Regions from separate parts of the Pan troglodytes genome. Here region 1 is linked to region 2. The links are chromatin contacts, called in public HiChIP or PLAC-seq maps. All regions are on one chromosome and are shown on one strand. Each heading gives the region's core, a stretch centred on a gene start, on an enhancer-like site or on the middle of the called end of the contact. The rest is flanking DNA. Distances are from core to core; before and after follow the strand shown.

Region 1 (3,990 bases), core at 453-2,952, 370 kb after region 2:
TATTATTAGATTTTTATATATGAGCCTTTTTGATGTTTAGAGAGAAATAAGCTGAAAGTCACCCAGCTACTGAAAGGTAGAGCCTGGATTCAGATCTGGGAGAGTTCTTGTTCTTCCTATTGCACCAGGTTGCTTTACTGGAGCATTAAAATATGTGAATTTCTGAGTATTTTTTAACTTTTTGAATGAAAGATTTTTAAAAAGTCTGTTTAGAAAGAATGCCAGCTCATTCAGAATTGAATCCAAGTATATACATTCACTAGTCTTCTCTGTTGTTAAGTGACTTCTCTGGGGTATATGGCTTGATGGTTTTTTTTCCTTTTTTTAAACAAACAAACAAAAAAACCTCTGTGGTTGACTGGAGCCGACAGGTGAGGAATGGAGAGATGTTGGTCAAATAGTACAAACTTTTGGTTGTAAGATGAATATGTTCTGGAGATCGAATGTACAGCACGGTGACTACAGTTATAATTCTGTATTGTATATTTTGAAGTTTGCTGAGAGATTTTTAAGTGTTCTCAACACACACACGCACACACGGGAAATATGTACGGTGATAGATGTGTTAATTAGCTTGCTTGTGGTAATCATTTCACAGTGTATATTTACATCTAATCATTACTTTGTATACCTTAAACATACACAATTTCTGTCCATTACACCTCAATAAAGCTGAGAAAAAAAACCCTCCACTCTTTTGACTTGTGGGATAGGATTATTTCTACTTCTCAAATCAACTGCCCCTTCTTCACTGACCAATAACTTTCGGCTGCATTGCAGTGATTTTTAGTTTTTCCTCAGCTTACATATTTCCTCTACAATCTCATGTCCCCATTGCTTCAAATACTAAATATACGCTTATCATCCTCAAATTTTTTGCTTCCTGTCCAGACATTTCTCCTTAAGTCTAGGAGATGACGTCCAAAGTTTCCTAAAAGCAATTAGTCTGGTGGGAAAGGAGGCTCCCCCATCCACCCAGGAGTAATGAGGAGCGAAGTTCAGGAACCGTGAAGGTCTCATTCGTACATTCATTCCTTATAAGTACTTACATACTCGCGACAGTTTGAAACCTAGTGTGGCATGCAGACATGGATGAAGCAATGACAGGCACGACGAGCGTTAATGAAGGGTATAAGCTAGCGCGAGGGCATTCAAGGGAACTTCAGAGCGCAAAGGAAGAATCCCACTTAGTCCCTCAAAACTTTGGAGTTTATCCGTTTAGTCGATTAAAAAGTGAACGGAAAGCAAATCCCATTAGGGAAGGAGGAAAGTTGGGGACAAATAAGGGATTCGTGCAGAAGGCTGCACTGCGGCCGGCCATGAAGAGAATAAGGGTACTTAAGGGAGTGTGAAGAGAATGAACACGCCTAGGTAGAAAAAACTGAAAAGCCAGGATTGACGGACACTAAAAACCCAGCATTTGTTAAAAATCCACGTCAAAACACACACACACACAAACACACACACACACACACACACACACACCTCACCCCGAGCCAGCACCGCAGCCCCGCCGGCAGCCAGGGTGTCCTGAGATTCCGGGAGCGCCACGCACCGCCCACCTAGCTCCGTCCACCGCCCAGCTCGCTCCGCCCAGCTCGCTCCGCCCCCTTCCCCGAAAGCCCCTCCGCAGAGCCGCGTGCACGTGCGTGGCGGATACCGCCCCCTCTGCTCTCTTGGCCAATGAGAAAAAGCTACGTTAACTCTTCACCGCCCGGTGGCGGGTCACGTGACTGCGTCTCCCCGCCCTCTCACCCCACTGCCTCTAGGTTCTGGGAAGATGGCGAAGGTCTCAGAGCTTTACGATGTCACTTGGGAAGGTAACTTCGGGTGGGGGCGGGTGCGGAAAGACTAAAAGCGCTGGGAAGCCGTTCGGGAGTACCCGCTGCTTTCGGGGAGCTGGGTTCTCTGGTCTCTTTTTGGTACCAGAGCCCTCACTGTACGGGCCAAGCTGAGGTGGAGGCTGAGGCTGACCCTTTCCTTGGCCCGGACGCGTACTCTGCGGCGTTTCCCACGGTGTCTGCTCCTCGGTTGACCTGCCCTCCTCCGCGCCAGTCCAGCGTCCCGGGGCCGCTTTTATTTATGAAGCGGGCGGGAGGGACTTGGGGCTGGGGTTGTCGCACGCTAACTGGTTGCTGGGCGGTGCGGAAGAGGCGGAATAGGTGGTTACTGAAGCTTCTTTGGAGCCAAGAAACACAGGGCCTGTAAGGCCCTTTACTAAGTGGTGTGTAAGGATTACAGCTCTGTGCAGAAAAGCTGTGTAAAAGATGCGTGAACAAATGTGATTCTCATAAGCCACTCTACATTTAGTTTTCTCCTTACACCCGGGTTTCCAGTTTCTTTTCCTTTTAGTCTAGTCTCTGTCCCACTCCTTCTCAAAACACATTTACACACACAACACAACTTCTTTCTTACTCCCTACTAGTAGTTTCTTTTCTGAAGGGAAAAATAACTGATTAACTCTGGGCTACGTAAGTGCTTACGTGTGATGGTCACTTTTCCCTATCCTTAGTTGATCTAGAGTGGGATGTGTTCTTTAAATCTGGGAACAACCAAACCTTGGATCAATTCTGTGTGCTTAAGAAACTTGAGTTTCATTAAGGCGTGGAATTTGTGTAATTGGAATTCATATTCCCAGCATTTAACAAAATACAGGAGACTTCAGTAGCTAATTTGCTTAACGAATGCCTTCTTGGGATGTTTTAATAATGACCTGAAAACATGTGGACCGAAAGTTGTATTTTCTGTTTTATCGTGAATAAATATATCAGTTATTATAAAGTTGTAAATCCGTTACAAATAAAGCAAAATTTCTTTGTACTTGAACTGAATTAAATGATTTATTGACTTTATGGCCTCTAGCACATTGTGAATCTCAGTATTTATACCTGAATTGAGGGATTCCATTATATTAAACAACAGTGTTGATTTCTTACTGCAAAATCTTGGCTCTGTCAACACACAGTCCCCACTTCCAAGGAAGTCACAATCTAATGGAGAAAACAAACCTGTAAACACACAGTTTTAAGAGGCTTGTGTCACGGTATCTTCCGTAAGCTGAATTGTAGATAAATGGCTGTTATTTTTAATGCTTTTTAAACAATGTTTTAAAATTACATAATTTTTAGAAAATGCTATTATGAAGGTATGTTCATTATAGGTTTCCTAGATGATAGTAGCATATATAAAATCCTGAGGGACGAGTAGCTTTATACTACCAACAGACAAGGTGATTTAACTGAGTAACTTGGACCTTACCCTGTGGTCATTCTAAAGAGGATTGATGTAATTAATTTGGAATAATAAATAATAACTACTACACAAATTTGTAGGAACAAAGAAAACATTTTAAAGTGCTTTGTAAACTGTTAAGTACTATATAAAAGGATGTGTTACTATTAGCTAGTGCTAATATGATTATGTCCTTCCTCTGTATGATCTGGCCGTTGCCCATGTCTCCAGCTTTATCTTGAGCCCTTCTCCCTCTCACTTTGTGAGCTGCCTATGCTGGCCTTTGTTGAATACCCTAAATTGCCATGCTGCTTCTTAAAGCTGGCACATGCTAGTCCTTCCACTGGGAGTGTTCTTCCCTCCTGGCCTCACTCTTGCCCCCCTTAAACTTTATCATTTATCAATTCCCCACAAAGCTCACCTACTACAAAAAAGCCTTACTTGACCACTCTACTACCCCCTTCCCTTTCCTCATCCCCCACCAAAATTGAAAAAAAAAACCCAAACAACAAAATGAAGCAACAAAACACACCTGCAATCCTTCGATTATGTATTCTATTCTAATACTATTGAAGCACTTACCCAATTGTGTTTTGTTTTAAAATTTTGTCTCTCCTAAGATGAAAGGGACCAGGCCTGTTTCTTCACTGTCACTTCCCTAGAGCCTGACACATGGGGGCGGAGCTCAGTAATTATTTGATGACTAAATGAATTGTTAATGGGATTAATAATAAACACTAACACATTGTCAGAAAAGAT
Region 2 (4,079 bases), core at 767-3,266:
CGCAAGTGAATTTCATTGAGAACAGAAGCCTCCACCGGTGTAGCTGCTTTTGCAAAGCAAATGGAGAGAGCAAAGTGGGGCCTGTTTTAAAAACAAACCTCTGGAGGCGAGGACTCCCCAGAAAACCAGCGCGGGAATTGCTGCTTAATTCAGAAAGTTCCCATCTCGTCGCAGTTTCCAGAAAAAAGAGATCTATGTTGGCCTTTTTCTGGAAATGGAGGTCCTCCCCCTCGACTTGGTACCCCTCCCAAGCTCCGGAATACAGACACACGCTTGGGTACACCCACACACCACACACACACTATGCTAGGTCAAGTCCGAAGAGATCTGAGGCCGGGTTTGGGGCGCACGTGGATGGGGAAGATAAAACAAATGAGCTACAGGGAAGATGGTTAGGAGGACAGAGAGAAGAACAACGACGACAAAAAAAAAAAAAAAAATGCATGCCAGATAAGAAATACGTCCTAAAGAGACAAGTTTAGATGAGGAGGTGGGGCGGCGAACATGAGTGCGGACCGCACGACTTAGCCCTGAGCGCCCGATTGGCGCCCGGCTCGCCGAGCTCCCAGCGCGTCTCGCTCCGGCTCCCCGCGCCTCCAGGGTACAGAAAACAGAGTGTTTTGTAGAGCTCCAGGGTCCTAAAGGTGGGGACTGGGGACCCGCAAAAGCTGGGGTGGAGAGCACAGCCCTGACCATCTGAGCCCCCGGAGCCAGGGCGTGAGTGAGCGCCGCCACACGCCATCCCTGAAGCCCACCACGCACCTTTGGCAGAGAGGGACCCACCTCGCTTACTGCGTCTCCATCGGTTGCCTTGGCAGTGGCTGTAATCCATGCAGTTCAGAATGATGAGGGCAAAGGAGAAAAGGCGAAACTGCATCTGGGCGGTCGGGCGGGGGAGAGACGCCTCTCAAAGTCTAGGAACTGGAGGGCTCGCCCAAAGAGCCGGCGCCGGCCGCGCTGCTGGGGAGGACTCAGAGGGAGACTCGCCACTCACCCCCGGGCCGCACCGGTCAGTTCAGCGCGATCAGCATCTCTCCGCCACGAACCTGAGAGACAAGAAGCGAAAACAGGGTGTGTGGGGGATGGAGAGAGCCCCGGGGAGGCAGCTGCGCCTTCGCGCGTCCCAATTTAAAGAAGAGAGGGAAGGAGGAAGCGAACCCACTGCCTAGCACGAGCCGCGGAGCGGCTTAATCCAGAGCGGGCAGCTGCGGACGAGTTGGAGAGGAAGGTGATTATAATCAGTGAATTAGCAACCTCTGCCGAGCCCTAAGCTCCGACCCCGGGGCATAATGCGTTGTGCCGGCGCTCCGGGGAAAGGAAAGAACTCTAAAGGCACTGAGAGCTCAGGGCTAAAAGAACGCTCTTAGGCCATTTGGAGTCCACGGCGGTGTATCCAAGCGCCGCAGCTGCGGCTGCCTTGGTGTGGGTTGCCTACCGTGCGCACGTCTCGGGCGGCGCGGCCTCCCTAGGCGCGGTGCTCCATCCCGGGCTCGGGAAGCGAGCCGCTTGGTTAGCACGTGGGCTGGGGAAAAGTTTGCCGAGACCGGCTGGGAGCGCCTGGCAGCTCTGGAATTCCAGCGGCCGCCGCGGGGTTGGCGACGCCAGGCAGGAGCGCGGAGCGGCGGGTGCAGCCACTGGGATGCTCCGTCCCCGCCCGCGAGCGCGGTCCCCAGGCAAGGGGTGCGCCCGCTCACACTCTCTGCCTCCCTAACCAATTGTGTCGCTTCCTGCGCTTTCTCCACGGTCACTTCACAGCTAAGATTTCTTTCTTTCCGAGCTGTAGAAGGCAGAACGCTCTCGGGAGGACGAAGTGATCCGAAGGGATGTGGCAAGCGCACTTTCCGATGGAGATGCAGACCGGCTGAGGCTTGGGATGCTTCTATAAGTAGGTGGTGCTGTGGTCCAAGGCATCTAAGTCTAGGCTGCCTCGGAGTTCCTGGGTCCTAAAGCCAGAAATGTCCCGGTTTCCCTGAGGTCCTAAAGAACGTTGACAGCCAACAGCGCGCCTAACTTGGAGCGAATCCTCTTCGGGCTTTCCAAAGTGCGGGGGATAGATAAAGAGTAGCTGGGGAGAAGCCCCCTGACCTTGCTGGGTCCCAGAACCCGGCTGCTCACCCCCAAGGGGTCCTCTCCAGCCCTCTAGGGTCAGTTCCAACCTCAGCGCCAACCTTTCTGCAGGGAGATCTGACTGAAGGACTGATGACTCCCTTTAAACTTTTGCAATATGCCACAACTCTGCCACTTTTTAATTTACATCTTGTCTGTGTTTTGCAGGAAGGTATGTTAGCCGGCTGAAATTATTCATAAAACGCGCCCCCACTTTGAGGAGTGAAATGGGTATTCCCAACAGCTTTTGCTCATCCTCAGAACTGTTATTTACTTTGTTTCTTCTCCAATAAAACAAAAACCTGTGATCCGTTGCCTGAAGTGCTGAAGAAGTTGGGGCCTTGATTCTTTAAAAATAATTTTAAAAAGTTCACTTCCCACTAAAGTATTTTTCATTCTTAATCCTCCTCTCATTTCCAAAGTCTCCTGAATTAAACTTTTAGGTGCTTTGGGTTTGGGGAAAATATTCTGTTTAACAAAGTGTTACATTAAATAGACTTGATGCCATCCAATTTCATTCTGGTGAAATCTGTCCTGCATTCACTACTGTAGGAAAAAATGTATTTATTCCTTAAGCAAAAGATAAGAATTTATGCCACTAACCGTGGCAGTATGAATGTCTATAGATATGCCCACAGTTACCATATTATTATGACAGCATTTTATACTATTTAAATTCCCTTTTCTATTCCTTCAGTTTCAGAAGATGTTCAGAAATTTGATGACTTAAAAGACAATCATATAAAAAGAATATTGCAATACTCATATTTATTAACTATTCCATTATTGCCTATTCATAACTATTTTACAGACTCACTATTACATAGTGGTATTTATGTGCTAAGAATTTCAGCAGTATGCCTTTGATGCATGCCTGAGAACACCCAAGTAAATCTGAGTTGAGGTCATTGGTCCCATTTCATAGATAAGAAAATCCATCACTGAGACTGGCCCACAGGGCACAAATAGAGTTCACAAAACACATTGCAGAAACAGTGGATCTGTTTCTTGACTTTTGAGCCTTTGATTTTTATCACAGAATTTGGAAACAAATGGAAACATTTCAGTGTAGGGAGTGGCCCCAGTGTTTGGCATAACTTGATATTTCTTGATCATCTTGATATGATGCTGAATATCTCTTCAGCACCATAAATACTACTTCTTTCCAAATATAGTCATATATGCACACAACAAATGAATTATACTTATAAAGGAGTTAAATCTATGGGAGAAAGGAAGTCTTCCCTAAGTAAGCCCCCCTGCCTCCTTGCAAAGCTTTGAGATCCATTCAAGATCAGTGGTCATCAGTGTCTTTTAAAATATTTAAAGGCAAAAGTAAACACAAGACCAAGCAGAGGTAGCGCTACCATTAATCACCTGCGTCACTTTGGGCAATTTTCTTGGTCTCAGTTTCCTTGGCAGTATTTTTAGGAAGTCTGTCCAAGGTCTCTTTCACTTCTACATGTTCTGGTTTACAATCAATTTTCTATTTGTACTAGGAAGTTTGCTATGGTATCTAACCAGTGTAAGGGCAAACTCATCAGTGATGGGTTCTTTGTGTAGAAAGAAGAGGGTTAGCCACTGCCTTCCTTAGTTGAATTTACAGACCACTTCACCCTTATCCCTTCAAAGACAACTTTCCATAATTTTAATTTTAATCTTTTGTGTTGTACAGTTGGTGCATTTTTAGCCAGAGATGCTTTTCAGTTTAGTGAACCCCCAGATTCAGTTCATGAGGAAGAATTTTGACAGTACCACTTCTGTAGAAAATTGGTTAATGTGTTTAGTAAGAAAAGAATAGGCTCTGGAAGAAAGGAAAATTCTTAATTCCTTCTTTTGCTCCCTCCTGGTCTATCTCTGCCTCTTAAAAGACACCAGTGAACCTTAAAACTCTGTCAGACTTAGTTCTTGGGGTACTTGGAGTCTCACACTTAATCACTTTGGGGCTAATTTGTTGATAATGCAGAATTTTT

Evidence for each region. HiChIP or PLAC-seq counts read pairs in DNA pulled down with a chosen protein or histone mark.
Region 1: a contact with region 2 is called in an H3K4me3 HiChIP or PLAC-seq map of stem cell-derived excitatory neurons, with 4 times the contacts expected there. The contact joins the promoter of EMC2 here to the promoter of RSPO2 in region 2. A contact is called at or near these places in 1 of 7 Hi-C or Micro-C datasets (stem cell-derived neural progenitor cells) and 1 of 1 datasets of contacts at active chromatin or transcription factors (stem cell-derived excitatory neurons).

The regions. Positions count from the first base shown.
Region 1 is chr7:118,695,026-118,699,015 of NHGRI_mPanTro3-v2.0_pri, forward strand. It overlaps EMC2 (ER membrane protein complex subunit 2), which reads left to right and starts at 1,703. Exons shown (of 10, transcript XM_024345256.2): 1 at 1,703-1,820. The coding sequence starts at 1,781. LOC112204196 (a long non-coding RNA gene) reads right to left here and starts at 1,594. Exons shown (of 4, transcript XR_002937741.3): 1 at 1,491-1,594.
Region 2 is chr7:118,327,424-118,331,502 of NHGRI_mPanTro3-v2.0_pri, forward strand. It overlaps RSPO2 (R-spondin 2), which reads right to left and starts at 2,017. Exons shown (of 6, transcript XM_001135096.6): 1 at 1,436-2,017; 2 at 784-1,046. The coding sequence starts at 877.